Linked DNA regions of Mus musculus: all the other regions are linked to region 2. The links are chromatin contacts, called in public Hi-C maps. All regions are on one chromosome and are shown on one strand. Each heading gives the region's core, a stretch centred on a gene start, on an enhancer-like site or on the middle of the called end of the contact. The rest is flanking DNA. Distances are from core to core; before and after follow the strand shown. Region 1 overlaps Col4a6 (collagen, type IV, alpha 6). Region 2 holds the start of Col4a5 (collagen, type IV, alpha 5). Region 3 overlaps Col4a6 (collagen, type IV, alpha 6).

Region 1 (2,907 bases), core at 26-2,525, 90 kb before region 2:
CAGCCATCATGCATTGTACTATGACTGCCACATTTTTCTCTGGTATTGTTCCACTAAAATCCAGAGCGAGTAGAGGGAATGAAGAAATTCCATTTCTCCCAGTTTCCCACTGGGCTGGACATGTATGAAGGATGGATGGCCCCAGGATGCCAGATCAGGCCTTGTATGGTGAGGTAACCCCAAGCAGGGAGGGCAAAGAAAATCCATTAAAGCAGCTCTGAAGCCCCACTTCAAACAATAGGGCCAGGCTGCAGGCAGCAGGGAAACAGACAGCAGGCAGGCCTGCCCAGAGCAATAAGGGAATGCAGGAGGTGGTTGTTTTCTGAGCTCTGGGGTGACCTCAGGGCTTCGAAGCAGAGTCTTAATCAGCCACCCTATCAGCACAGCAGCAACTGTAACTCAAAATCAGACTATGTATAGTGGTCTATGGAGTGGAAAGGGCCGAGACTGCCTCCTTGGTCTTTTTCGCCCCATCTGTACTCATAGATAACAATCCCCATTAGTGGTATTATCTTCAAATGCATGTAGACCATCAGCATAAATATAGCTAACCTACCATTTCTGTGAATACAAATACAGTGGCAGGACCCGTACAGAGAGGATAATAATCTGTGATAGCTTTTCATTTTGAAAATGTATTTCCTTCACAGACAGCTATTTTTCAAAAGAAGATATCTGCATAGAGGAAGAAAAAAATATGAGAGGACCATATAGTCAAATGTCAGCCATGTTTGTCTCTAGATCTTGAAAGAATAAGTGTCCTTAAAAATCTATTTCTTTTCGTTTTTTCTGTTTTGCTTGTGTTTCTTAATTTCCTATTTTTTTTTATTTAGAAATAAACACATCATCCTTGGGCAAGTTTAGAGGGTTTTTTTTTGTTGTCTATTTTATGTTACCAAAACAAAAACATACTTTAGGAGTGAGTTCATCTGTGCCCAAAGAAATCATTTCAGACAAGAGATTAGCATTTCTAAAGATAGAGCATGACACAACCTATTCATGTACCCATTGAGGGGGCAAAGATTCTATAAATAAGATCTAAGAGACTCTTGGCAGGGCTGAATATCATTAATAGAGCCGGTGCTAAACGCTAAAAGAAGAGTTGTCCATTGTAGTGATTGTCCTGACAGTCCTAATCTTGGTGTCTAACGCATTCATTTTTCCTTCACTGTCAGAATGTTACTTTGGAGTCACATTCTCAGCAAGGACCAGAGCAGTAGAGATTCTCAGGCTAGCTCCAAGTCAGCATCCCATGTGGTCACATGGAGAGCTCACAGTCAGTCTAGGCTGGAGTATTTATACCATGCTAATCAAGGAAGGCTATAAAGCAAGGCTTTCCTTCCTCCTACAGAGAGCTGCTAGTTAAATATACAAGTATTGACCACCCCCACTGCTTCTAGTCAGCAGAACCATTGTCTGATGCCTGAAAGAGGGAGGGAAAAGTTCTATTTGTACCAAAGCAAAGTTGTAGTGCTGTAAAAACTGAAGAGGTTGGATCTAGCCCAAGTTTAGCTTTTGGCTTTGCCTTTTTTCAAGCCGGGGAATGTCACTCCCAGGCTTTCATCTCTACTTATGAGAGAACAGGGACAAATCATTCTGAACTGGAGAGGGAGGTGTTGTTAGGGGCTTAAATGGTGGAGAAAAGACAGCCTTTGCTTCTTTGCTTTCGATCTTGGCTCAGTATTTATGAGCATCTGTGTGACCTCAGGCTAGTTACCTAACCTCTCTGGGCCTCCATTCACTCATCTGTAAAATAATAGTAATAATACCTTCATTATAGGGCTGTCATTAGGATTAGATGAGCTCATTCTTGGTAATCATGGTGCCAGACATCAATAAATGTTTGTTATAATTATTAAACCTGTTCCTGCTTGTTCTTGACACATAATGTCATAGAACCATGAGGTGAAACTTGGTTTGCTATGATATCTATCTGTAAGACACAGCCTAGGATCTGCTAGGGAGACATTTAAAGCTAACGCAGCTAAACTAGCACCGGACACAATGACCAGCATCTCATGCAACATAAATACAGAATATAAGGGCCTGGGTGAAGCTTAAGAAATCCAGTCTCCTATGCCAGGCCTTTTATTCACTTCTTATTTTGTCTAATTCTCATGCTCCTTGGATGTTCCTTGGATGTGTTTGCTTTGTTTTTCTTTTCTTTCACAGATGTAGACATCAGGGTTCAGAGATATTAGAGATATTAGATAACTTGTTCAAAGACCTGCAGCTGTTAATTTGCAGAGCCAAAAGTCCTTTCCAAGAGACCAGCCATACACCACTGAGGGGATTAGGAAATGATATTTCTTTTTCAGAAGATAAACGTGGCAAAAATTCAGATTCACTTGATTAAACAAAAGGTGGGAAGCTGGGTTTGGTGGAACACATACACACACACACACACACACACACACACACACACACACACACACACACAGGAATCCTGAGACAAGTGGACTGCTGAAAGTTTGAGTACTGACTGGCCTACAGAGGGACTGGTACTACACTAGGGCTACAGAGCAAGACTAAGACTATTGCAAAAACAAACAAACAAAGAAGCCAAAACAACAACCACAACCATCACCACAACAAAACCCAAAAACTAAAACCAAACCTATCTTACCATCCAATTAAACAAACAAACCACTCACTTGCTGGTCAGAGTATATCTCAGTCTTTGCTTTTCATGTCCTGGGTTTACTGTTGACCATAGTAAAACAGAAACTAACAAAGCAAGCAAACAGCCAGATGGGAAGGCCCACAGCTGCAATCCCAGCATTCTACTGGCTAAGAAAAGGGTACTGTAAATTCGAGACCATTCTGGCTACATGTTGAAAGCCCTCTGAGTAACAAAAATTTAAAAAGCAAGCAGAAAATCAATAGGTGAAAATGAACCCTGGATCA
Region 2 (3,044 bases), core at 201-2,700:
TAAAATCAGCCGCTAGAAAAAAAAAGTGCCCCAAAGGAAAACACACGCAGTGGTGCCCGCTACAACTTCTAGCACTCAGGAGATAGTTCCATGAGCCCAGGGAGGAAGGAATGGAGGGGGACGGGGCGGGGCTGCCTGCTGTCAATCACCTCCCCCTACCTTGGGAAGCTGCTTCTCTTTCTCAATTTCAAGCACCTCTGCACATAACCGTTCCAAAGTTTCATGCACAGGTCTCTAGAGACCTATACACAAGAATCTATGCAAGTAGGCATTATATATTTCCATAAAGTAAAATAGACTTGGGTGCACTACTACTACATAGGCAGATAGTCCTGAAAGAGACCTTGCACAAGGGCCCAAGTGTGCAGACTCTTATTCTAACTTCCTATTTTTTCACTAAACTTTTAGAAAGATGAGGAGGGAATCTCTGGAGTTGTAAGCCTAATCTCTAAACCCAGTAAAACTGAGGAGGAATTGGTCCTTATAAAACGGATTCAAAATATAAAGAATGCAGTTTATCCCAGACTGAGAATAGAAATGTTCAGAAGAATTCTTTAGCAAATTCCTGAAAGACACTCCAAGGAGTCCACATCGTGTATATTTTTGGTCTTTTGGTTCTTAAAAGTGTCTACAAGTTATCAAAGCGATATGCATGCCTACTTCATCTAGGAGACACAAATTCAACTACTATTGACTCCATATAGACATTTTAAATGAGATGCTTGTTTTAGTTGTAAGGAATTATGCTAATGTTATATAATTGCTTGCCACAGGTCCTTCTGAAATAGAATGATGGCAGCCACTACCTTTTACCTTAGCTTGATATAAGTGACAAATATTATTTATGGTACTCAATACATGTAAATAGAAACAGTAAGTAAGTTACAATAACATTTAACCTTTTAACATTATTAACCTACTTAATGCATCCTATATGGCATATGTTGTTACATACATTAGGTATTCACAAATACATATGTTCATTGTCTTACTTTATATACGTATATCTAATATTTTCTCATTTTCTGTTTGTATATAGAAACTGTCCTACCAACACTTGAAAGGCAAAGGCCAGCAGCCCATGGAGCAGAGGCGAAAACTTTGTTTCTAATGATTAACAATAAAAAGCACCACACTCTGAAATCCATCCGCTGGAAAAAATAGTCCCAGCTCAGGTCTGTTTGTCAATGGCTTTGATGCAGACATCTGAGGGAAAGCTGGACTGGCAGGCAAGAGTACTGTTAAGAGAAGCTGCCAATGAACAAACGAGAAATCTTTTTGGTTGGACTTGTGGGGTTCAGTCAACTTGTCTTGAAGTTTCCCTCCCTCAAATAACTGAGCGTCACTCCCTCGCAGGTTGCCGGTGCAGTGGGAAGCACTGGCGGAGTGATACGCAAATTCCCCAGCGCCAGCGGGGAGGGGGCGGTGCAGGGAAGAGAGCGAGGAAAGTAGATTTGTAGGACGTTGAGTGAGGAAAGTTTGCAAGTCCCAACAGAAGGCAAAGTGCTCCTGAGAGATCGGCTTTGGGGAGGGGAGGGGGGAGGGAAGAACAGCTTTCTTTTCTTGTTCTTGCTCTCCCTCTCTCTCTCTTATTTTAATCGCTTCCCTCTTATAAATCTCTTCCCCCAAGTGCACCAGCATAACCGGGACACTCACTGTCCCCTTTCTAGCTCTCTTCTCAATAACCCTTCAAGATTATGTCAATCGGTCTGAAGGGACCTGGGATTCCCTGCGGGTGCTGACGGAGCTGCGGGAGCCAGAGAAGAATGCAAGTGCGTGGAGTGTGCCTGGCTGCCGGCTGGTTCTTACTGGCCCTGTGTCTGTGGGGGCAGCCCGCAGAGGCTGCGGTAAGTCCTCCCTCCCGCCCCATCACTGCTCGCTCCAACAGAAACCACTGGAGCCTTTACCTTCCCTACTCTTTGACCTTGGCCAGGGAAGTCAAAATTGGCTTTAAGTAGAAAGAAATATAATTCCCAACTCTGGTCTGAGGGAAAATTCCAAGTGTTTAAAAACAGGGCCGCTTACTTCTCTGTAGCTACCTCTTCTGGGGCAAGAGTGGGCAGAGGGTGTGGGAGGCACATTAATGGGTCACTGGGCTCTGGAGGATATTTAAAACTTTTCTTCCTCTCTATCCCCCACCCAGGGTAGCTGTCTACCAGCTAGCTTCTTTCACTACTTGGACCCAGCCCAAGCACGATTTAACCTTGGTTTATAGTTTAAAATTTGGTTCCTCTAAAATTGAACTGTGGTCAGTGTGGTAATAGCCTTGATGGAGTTCTTCTCTTGGCATATGCTCTTTTCTTAAGCCACATGAACCCACCCCCCACCCCAGGTTTGTAAAGTTCTGCCCTGTTTTCTGACCTGTTGACATCATTCTTTTACAAAAGATAAAATAACCTATCAACCAGGACGAAGTAAAGAAGCATACATAGTCTTATGCTTCAGGAGTTTTGCACATTAAAAAAAAAAAGTTATGGGTTTCTGTTGGCTTGCACTTTTTAAACTCATAAAGGCACCTGAACAACTTGAGAGTTTGCCTTTCACCCATTTAAAGGACAAGAAGTCTCAGTTTTCCAATGGGAATGAGCTCTATGGGTTAGAAGAGTGGGGGAGGATGCTCACACGAAATGACAGAGCAAAAAGTTCCACTTGCCTTTAGGAATGTAGACTGGATACCACAGCCTGTTCCTGAGCAGGAAATCTGGGTAGTCCCAACACCCACTCTCCTTCTGGAGATAAGAGGTAAATGCAAAGGAATGAAGGGCTTTGCTGCAGAAAATATTCTCCAGTTTGAAGTCTACCCTACTTAATTTCATATAAACTGTGAACAACTAAATGTGTGACAAATTATTTAAGTATTATATTTGAGTACACAGAATGGATGTTTAAAACCACTTAAATATGGCATCATAGCTTAGGCCTTCACATGGTGGAGTGACTATCAATCCTTTAGACGCAGCTACAATATTACAGACATCTGGGTCTACATCAAAGTTAGCTTCCTTTTGGACTCAGCACACCTCAGATCACATTGCCCTCTGTAT
Region 3 (2,994 bases), core at 339-2,838, 110 kb before region 2:
AATCACTAAGACAGCTGTAACTCTACTTAACTGGACTCTTCGACTACATATAATATTTTAGATGAGGCTTTGCCATGTATTTATTGCTTACAGTACATCAGGCTATTGTGTGTCCCTCTAGGCATGGAACCATATAATACCCCAAATGAGAAGGCTGAGAGGTCGTAACCTACCTTCCTCCCTCCCTCCCTCCCTCCCTCCCTCCTTCCCTCCCTTCTTTCCTTCCTTCCCACCTACCTACCTACCTACCTACCTACCTACCTACCTACCTACCTACTTTTTAAAACATCAATTTACTTTCTCTCCATTTCCTATACCCTGGTTTGAACATAGAGTTTTCCAAAAAAGGATGATATAGGAAGTATCAAAGCCAGGGTTCAACTCAAAGCTCAGAGCTCTTGTTTCCAAGCAACTGAGAGTGTGTTCTGGGAAGTGTGGCAGTTCCCCAGCAAACTATAGCACTTAGGAGATGTTTAGTAAGTTGATACCCCCGCGCGCGCGCGCGTGCGCGCGTGTGCGCGCGCGCGCGTGCGCACACACACACACACACCGGGAGGGGGATAAGAGAGAGTTTTATTTGCTCTGCTGGGTCACACAATAATTCTATGCTTAGTTCATTGAGGAACTCTTATGTTTCTCCTTTCATTATGGAAAGGGGTTCATTAGCCCTATTTCTTTGGTTACATATTCTGCAATGTTTCTCCTTTCATTATGGAAAGGGGTTCATTAGCCCTATTTCTTTGGTTACATATTCTGCAATGGCATTTCCTGTTTATTTTATTTCTTTCAATCTCCTCTCCATGTGATGGCACATAATATATTCCCAATAAATATGTTTGGTAAAAGATCTACAAATTAACATAACGGGCCACCATTCTATTGCATACATGTAAAATAGGACTGTACGGTACAGTACTTCATCAGGAAAGAAATATCATAGTATGTCTTCAGTTTCCACTCAATTAAAATCAGATGATCTCCTGCTAGTGCAGCTAGGAACAAACAGGCATCTTCTTAGAGGAGGCAAAAGTCTATATTTTGAATCAAAACAGATATGGGAGTAAACTTCAATACAGGGTTTACAAGCTCTGTGGAATTTAATTTCTTCACTTCGGAACATCAGGCTATCAGTGATAGTGCTAATACTTATTGCTTTCTCCTAAATATGTACAGTTTAGACATTTTTCTCTTGAGCTATTAACAATGCTATGACAACCCACCGATGTATATCATAACAATATAAATTACAAGAAAATGCAGGCCGATGCTATAACATTGGAATTATGACCTTATATCTCCAATTAGCTGTGCCAACCAGATTCCTTTTAGAATGGCTCTGGCATTCGTAACCCTAAGAACAAAAATGGGACTTGAAAGAAGGGTTAGGTTGCATCCTGGCAGATGAACAAGGGATCTGCTGGTGGCTTTCCAGCTGATAATAGAAAAATCAGTGGGCAGGAATGAGATGGCATTCCCAGTGTTTAACCATAAGAATAAGCCTTTTAATTCTCTAAGCCCTGTGGATCTCTTGGACACATGGTTAGTCATCAGTTTACTTTGGACATTTGATTGCTCATGCATGCCAAGAGAGCTGTCCACATTTCAGTAGACTGACTCATGCCTGGGCCCTGGCATTGGAGGCTGAAGAGTGCAGTTCCATGAGGTGGAAAGAATAAGTGGAGTCAGAACAAGAAACAGCCTTGGGAATCAAGATCTGTGATTTTTGTAAAGAATTAACAGTGTACACATGCAGTAGGAATCTAAGCTTCTTGTCACTGTATCTGGAGAGGTTAGAGTAGCATTGGGAGAGAGTCCTATATGAGGGCCCAATGCACTGTTGGCACACAACTGACTGCTCTAGTAATCCCCAAACTCTACTTGTAGGATTATTTTCTTAAGGTTTGATAGAATGGTTTGTCTACTCTGTTGGGCAGACTATCTCTAGCTGTAACTACTTTATACTGAGGTTTCGAAATCCATGGTTCAAAATGAGATTGCACTATAGTTAACAGCCTTTGTAACTTTGTTTTACTTCCTCTAGTTCTTAAAAGTTGTTTCAAAGATGTGCACTAATATGAACACTGGGTCTGAACACAGCCAAAAGTATAGATGAATTTTATATATCTAAAATATATTTTTAAAAGAGGTAATGAAGAGAGGATTTTATTGCCAGACTGACCATCACAAGAAAGGAGAGTTAACAGCAACCAGTCTGCTTCACTCATGGGTTTGAAAATGGGGACCTCTAATATTCTGCTTACATTCAATTTCCCCTGTGGCCAAACACCTGACCCTTCCCTACCAAAAAATTCTGACAACCAGATTTATAAATTGCCACTTCTGACTGAGAGTGTGTACATTTGTAGATAAGAGCTAAAAAGGCTTTCAGGAAAACTAGGAGTGGACAATAGAAAATTCCAGAAAATGGCAGGAGCCTGGAGCATCCGCTCTCTGTAGTTTGCTCTCTGTGGTTTCTGACTAAATTAGCCCTACTAGTTTCAGAATTCTATAAACATTCCTGCTAAAAAACTAATTATGTATAACAAGCACCATCAAGACCTCTTAAAATATCCCTTGTAATATATTCCCTCTGTGACTGCCCTTTGCCCTTTTTACCTTTTCCTCTCTCTCTCTCTCTCTCTCTCTCTCTCTCTCTCTCTCTCTCTCTCTCTCTCTCTCTCTCTCTCTCTCTCTCTCTCCTCTCTCTTTCTGGTATTTGACTCTTCCCAGAGTCATTACTCTCAGAAATTCAGTTCTTAGGCCAGTTAAAGCCCCAGCCTTCCAGAATTTGAAAACAACCTGTAGTAGGAGCCAAATCCTGTTCTTCCGCATACTCACAGATATACTCTAACCAAACTATCCAGTATAAATGTACAAGCTTTCCTTCTTCAGAGAGTAAGTGAGATAATTAGGAAATGAATAGATGTTGATCTCAGCCCTTAAATTCTGTAGCCTGGGATTCAGATGTCATCACATATTTCAATGCCTCTGTCC

What was found. Hi-C and Micro-C count contacts between places; a contact is called where the count stands out from the background.
Region 1: a Hi-C map of uterus shows a contact between it and region 2. The contact joins the enhancer-like site here to the promoter of Col4a5 in region 2. A contact is called at or near these places in 2 of 39 promoter capture datasets (the 3T3-L1 cell line and 3T3-L1-derived adipocytes), 1 of 15 datasets of contacts at CTCF or cohesin (the NIH/3T3 cell line), 5 of 484 Hi-C or Micro-C datasets (nephron progenitors and uterus) and 1 of 9 other capture datasets (adipose tissue).
Region 3: a contact with region 2 is called in a Hi-C map of adipose-derived mesenchymal stem cells, with 1.8 times the contacts expected there. The contact joins the enhancer-like site here to the promoter of Col4a5 in region 2. A contact is called at or near these places in 3 of 39 promoter capture datasets (the 3T3-L1 cell line, 3T3-L1-derived adipocytes and frontonasal cranial neural crest), 2 of 484 Hi-C or Micro-C datasets (adipose-derived mesenchymal stem cells and embryonic fibroblasts), 1 of 115 datasets of contacts at active chromatin or transcription factors (vascular smooth muscle cells) and 1 of 9 other capture datasets (adipose tissue).

Annotation. Positions count from the first base shown.
Region 1 is chrX:141,384,591-141,387,497 of GRCm38.p6, forward strand. The region is part of intron 2 of Col4a6 (collagen, type IV, alpha 6); the gene reads right to left. Among named protein-coding and RNA genes, the nearest start is that of Col4a6, 88 kb to the right of the region's middle. Within about 2 kb of position 1,276, at least 8 of the 459 cell types and tissues checked have an H3K27ac peak or open chromatin away from gene starts, as enhancers often do. A contact at or near this core is called in uterus, where this site is marked.
Region 2 is chrX:141,473,969-141,477,012 of GRCm38.p6, forward strand. It overlaps Col4a5 (collagen, type IV, alpha 5), which reads left to right and starts at 1,451. Exons shown (of 53, transcript NM_001163155.1): 1 at 1,451-1,847. The coding sequence starts at 1,767. Col4a6 (collagen, type IV, alpha 6) reads right to left here and starts at 108. Exons shown (of 45, transcript NM_053185.2): 1 at 1-108.
Region 3 is chrX:141,361,938-141,364,931 of GRCm38.p6, forward strand. All of the region lies in intron 2 of Col4a6 (collagen, type IV, alpha 6), which reads right to left. Among named protein-coding and RNA genes, the nearest start is that of Col4a6, 110 kb to the right of the region's middle. Within about 2 kb of position 1,589, at least 38 of the 459 cell types and tissues checked have an H3K27ac peak or open chromatin away from gene starts, as enhancers often do. A contact at or near this core is called in adipose-derived mesenchymal stem cells, where this site is marked.